2 separate regions of the Gadus morhua genome follow, and region 2 is linked to region 1. Evidence: chromatin contacts called from public Hi-C data. All regions are on one chromosome and are shown on one strand. Each heading gives the region's core, a stretch centred on a gene start, on an enhancer-like site or on the middle of the called end of the contact. The rest is flanking DNA. Distances are from core to core; before and after follow the strand shown. Region 1 holds the start of LOC115542895 (E3 ubiquitin-protein ligase TRIM21-like). Region 2 holds the start of abcb6a (ATP binding cassette subfamily B member 6 (LAN blood group) a).

Evidence for each region. Hi-C and Micro-C count contacts between places; a contact is called where the count stands out from the background.
Region 2: a contact with region 1 is called in a Hi-C map of gonad, with 12 times the contacts expected there. The contact joins the promoter of abcb6a here to the promoter of LOC115542895 in region 1. A contact is called at or near these places in 4 of 6 Hi-C or Micro-C datasets (blood, gill, gonad and 1 more).

Annotation. Positions count from the first base shown.
Region 1 is chr4:39,230,316-39,232,959 of gadMor3.0, forward strand. LOC115542895 (E3 ubiquitin-protein ligase TRIM21-like) reads left to right here and starts at 1,290. Exons shown (of 2, transcript XM_030355385.1): 1 at 1,290-1,460; 2 at 1,569-2,644. The coding sequence starts at 1,571.
Region 2 is chr4:39,610,097-39,612,740 of gadMor3.0, forward strand. It overlaps abcb6a (ATP binding cassette subfamily B member 6 (LAN blood group) a), which reads left to right and starts at 1,358. Exons shown (of 20, transcript XM_030355174.1): 1 at 1,358-1,565; 2 at 2,219-2,644. The coding sequence starts at 2,221.

The DNA.
Region 1 (2,644 bases), core at 40-2,539:
CATATTCACATAACTGAATCTGTTTACAATTTCAGAACACTCAACTTTTCAGGAGAAAACAGACATTGAACATAGTGTAATCTGATAATTTATAAAGGGTTATGCTTCATATAACTAAGGTTTAATTAGCAGCAGTTGGATAATTTCGTTCAGATCTCACATAAAAGAGATCTCATTCAAGAAACAACATTAGTCATGCTGTTTTTCTTCATCTTATTATAAAAAAAAGGACTAGTCTGTTTGATTGACAGGTGAGATGATCATTGGGGCAGAATCATGCATGGAGGACAGAGAGGCTGAGCAGAGACGAATCCAATAGCAGAGCAGAGATGAACCCTGGTTTCCACATCGGAGACCAGACCCTCATCATAATCACCAAACAAGCCCACCTTCTTGGGCTCAGCACTCAGAGTGCCATCGACATCACCATCATCATTTAATACCAGCTCATCCCCGAGTCAAGATACCCATCTCTGGGGTCGATGTGATTGCTTCTTTTCTGTCGATGGACTCTCTGGCCACTCCTAAACGCCGTCCTGTCCTATCTTTAACCTGGACCTAACTCTGGACCCTCTTCAGTTCAGCAGCCTCACAGAGCTTATTCGTCTCCATGTTCAGTGTCTCCTCCAGCTGATCCCGGGATCTCCTCAAGGTCCCTACGTATGACGGAGGACGGACCTCCACCGTCGTCCAGTCCCTGGTGGGTGGAGGATCCTTTAGGGATCTGAAGGTCTGGAGGAAGTGGAGGTGGGCTTTAGTTTGTGAGAGATGCTTCACCTCTGAGCTTCTGTTGGTCAGATCTTCTATTTCCAGCTCCAGCTCTTTGATTTGAAGACTCCAAGGTCTTCAAATCGTTTCTCTGTGGTTTTCAGTTCCTCTTGACCCGTTTGGTTGAAATCATCCTGCCACTTTTCAATGCAGCGCATCAGAGCTGTGAAGACCTGAATACCATCGGCTATCTCTATGTCTGCCTCTTTTTGACCCAATTTGACTACGTCTTTGAGGACTCTAAGGACTCAGGGACTTAATTGATCTCAGGTGCTAAGTGGCCAAGTCCGATCTAAGTGATTCTCACTGTGGGCGACAACCTGATTGAAATCAATAAGACAAGAACGCATGGATCAAGAGAGCGCTTGTTGTAGACCAACTTCACAAGCTGTAGTTCCACCGTAGAGACGCTAGAGGTCAGCGATACTCCCCGTTGCGCAATGACGTCGGTTAGGAAAAGTGGTTACGTTTTCCACAAAGGTTAAGTAAAGGAGGCGTTAGGAGATTTGACAATTCGAAGAAGCCCCGCCCCAGGTGTCAGGGGAGCGGAGGAGAGCGAGAAGAAGTCATTATTCGAAAACGAAACCTAAGGTTCTTGAGAAGAAAACCTACGTGGAAACAATTCTCTCGTTATAAATAAAACTAAAACGAATTTAGGAACAAATAGTCGGACAGACAGAAACCAGAACAAGGTGAGTAAAACAGCACCACTTTGAGAGAAGTTAAAACCTCTCTTCTCGTTATGGAAAAAGATAATAAATGTAGTGGCTCAACACATAAACCTTGTCCTCTGTGTCTAGGAATGGCCGCTGCTAACGTTTGCTGGTCTGGAGAGAACTTTTCATGTTCCATCTGTCTGGATGAGTTCAGAAGCCCAGTTTCCACACCATGTGGACACAACTTCTGCAGAAACTGTATTACAAAGTTCTGGGATGACCAAGTCCAGTACAAATGTCCTTTATGCAACGAGCTTTTCCACACTAGACCTGGTTTACGGGTCAATACGCTCTTATCAGAGTTGGCAGCTCAGATTAAAACGTCTGTTCGAGTAAAAGAGAAGCCTTTTGTTGATTCAGCAGAAGTTCCCTGTGACGCCTGTACTGGGACCCAGCTGAAGGCTGTGAAGTCCTGCCTAATGTGTTTAATCTCTTACTGTCAAACCCACCTTGAGCCACATCAGAGAGTTGCAGGCCTGAAGAAACATGTACTAGTCGAACCTATGGACCGTCTGGAAGACCGGATGTGTAGGAAACACGACCGACTTCTGGAGCTCTTCTGCCAGACCGAACAGGTGTTTGTGTGTCAGTTCTGCACAGAGGCAGACCACAGGTCCCATCGTGTTGTTCCTCTGAGGGAGGAATATGAAGTGAGGATGGCCCAGCTGGGGAAGATAGAGGCTGAAGTTCCGCAGATGATCCAGGAGAGAAAACAAAGGATTAAAGAGATAAAAGACGAAGTAGAGTTGGGTAAAAAAGACGCAGACAGAGAGTTAGCCGATGGTATTCAGGTCATGACAGATCTGATGCGCTGCATTGAAAAGTGGCAGGATGATTTCAACCAAACGGTTCAGGAGAAACTGAAAATCACTGAGAAACGATTTGAAGACCTCATCAAAGAGTTGGAGCAGGAAATAGAAGATCTGACCAACAGAAGCGCCGAAGTGAGGCAGCTCTCACACACTAAAGACCACCTCTACTTCCTCCAGGCCTTCAGACCCCTGATGAATCCTCCACCCACCAGGGACTGGACGACGGTGGTCCGTCCTCCGTCATACGAAGGGACCTTGAGGAGATCCCTGGATCAGCTGGAGGAGACCCTGAACATGGAGATGAAGAAGCGGTGTGATGCTGCTGAACTGAAGAGGGTCCAGCAGTAT
Region 2 (2,644 bases), core at 108-2,607, 380 kb after region 1:
GGGGACAAAGCCGCCGGACCTGCGGAGCGACCGTACATTTCCGCTCGCACAATAGCGCCACGGAGATAATGGCGATCAGCCGCTCATTGAGCCCATTGTGAAGCCTCTAAAAATGATAAGATTCACCCCTCTTGTGTGTGTGTGTGTGTGTGTGTGTGTGTGTGTGTGTGTGTGTGTGTGTGTGTGTGTGTGTGTGTGTGTGTGTGTGTGTGTGTGTGTGTGTGTGTGTGTGTGTGTGTGTGTGTGTGTGCACGTGTGTGTGCAAGGGCGACACACGCACACAGACGTGTTCAGACAAGGCCACACAGAATCCGGGCTTTCTTCGCTATTCTCTCTCTCTCTCTCTCTCTCTCTCTCTCTCTCTCTCTCTCTCTCTCTCTCTCTCTCTCTCTCTCTCTCTCTCTCTGTCTCTCGCCCCCTTTTTTTTTTTCAATCACAGGTGCAATATATGATACAAACCGACGCAGCGACATTCGGGGTAAAATAGGATGGGGCTGATAGAAATAGGACGGGGATGCTCTCATTTAGTCTCTCTCTCTCTCTCTCTCTCTCTCTCTCTCTCTCTCTCTCTCTCTCTCTCTCTCTCTCTCTCTCTCTCTCTCTCCCACCGCTCTTTAGAAAGATCAAATGGAACTCGCGCGCGGCTGCACACAATTGGCTCATTTAAATCCCCGCGGGAAACCTGTTGAGGTGAAGTGTGTGCGGCCGCCTATACCGACCGAAGGGAGACCAATGAATACGGAATTACCTGAGTTATCTTCCTGGTGATCTGGCGTCTTCTTCTTCTGAGTGCGTTTTGATAACGACCACACACACGCGCGTCTGCATGCGCAGGCACGCGCGTGAACGCATGCATGCAGCCTGGACAGCCGGAATCAGATCTAGCCTTATAGCCTTTTCTCATCATAACGACCACACACACACACACACACACACACACACACACACACACACACACACACACACACACACACACACACACACACACACACACACACACACACACACACACACACAGCCTGAATCAGATCCAACCTTATTGCCCTCTCTCAACATGGGAGTGAAAAAGGCTATTATTATCTTACCTAAACAATGTAATGCGTTGAAACAACCAAGCCTTTTCTCTTCTAAATAGGCCTATAATGCATTCAACAAAGGCTTCATTCGCTCCCACTTCGGTGTCGTGGGGAGATGAGCAGGGGGGATGTTGGCTTGTTCATAAATCCACATCACGCTTTCAACATTTTCCCCATTGCTTTGTATTTGTCGCCGCCGTGTGGAAGTTTGTCGACACAGCACGCAGTTCCGGCCGCGCCCACTAGAAGTCGCTGAAGGCGGACGCAGCGAATTGCGTAAACAGTGGATCACCGAGTCATCGATCGCTCAGCGTTTCCCAGCAAAGCAACTGGAGTGGCGCTTATAACACGAAGGACAATAAGAGCGGAGCCTGTCAGAGCTAGGTTAATATATCGCCAGGAATAGACATGCACGTCCAAACATTGAATCGCCTAAGGGACTGAGAGTCAATTAAAGCCACTTTACAAAACCAGCGTACCCTTTTTGAGGTGAGTCTGTTATATTGACATAGTGCTCTAAGCTCCATGACATGTAGGACGAATGTAGTATATATACACCCAGTACTATTGATTTGTTTATTCGATCAGAGTATTGATCATTTATCGGAGGAACAATTTGAAGTGTATGCAAGTGTACCGACAATGCTTGTTGTTCGTGTATCTTATCTGCTGTGCATGGTGGGTCATTGTGTCGGATCTCTTCTCCCATCCGGTTCTCATCTTACAGTGTTCTGTATCTAATGAGAATGCTGTGAATGATGCTTCAGGGGGTTGGCATGTTCAACCTTACGTCTGCAGACAGTCTCCCATCACAGTGGGAAGGCTATTCCTGTGGTCTACTCACGAAAACAGAGAGAGACAAAGAGAGAGTGAGAGAGAGTAAACTATCGACGTATGAAGAGATTGTGAGGGTGAGATATAGACATGTAAAGATAGAGAGATAGCCACGTAGAGCAATAGTACTGTAGTTAATGCATTAGTAAGCCTGAACTAACAATCAATTCACTAGCTCAGATAGGTTCAACTGTAGCGACAGTGTTTCGTTTTGTTGTTGGAAAGCAAATGTGGACCATCCTCTTTGAACCTCAATACCGCCACTCATTGTGCCCCCCCCCTCCCCCCCCGTCTCTCGTTTCCACTAGTCATGTCTGTGCTGCGGAGCTACTGCGAGTCCAACTCGTCCATCTCCCAGACCTGGGTGGACCGGGGCATCTCGCCCTGCTTCTACTTCACCCTCCTGCCCTCGGTCCTGCTCACGGTCACCTTCTTCCTGGGCACGCTCCACTGCGTCTTCTACCGTCGCTATGGCACGGCCATGGAGCCCAAGTTCATCCCGCGCTCCTGCCTGTACGCGCTCCAGCAGGCGCTGTCCATCGTCCTCATGATCCAGTTCCTGGGCGGCGCCATATGGCGAGCGTCCCGCGGCGACGCGGAGCTGCCGGGGTACGTGGTGCTGTACGGGGTCCTCTCCACCCTGGGCTGGGGCTACGCCCTGGCCCTGTTGAGGGTGGAGAGGCGGCGGGCCCTGTTGATGGATCGGACCCGGGGCCACAGTGCGGTGCTGCTGC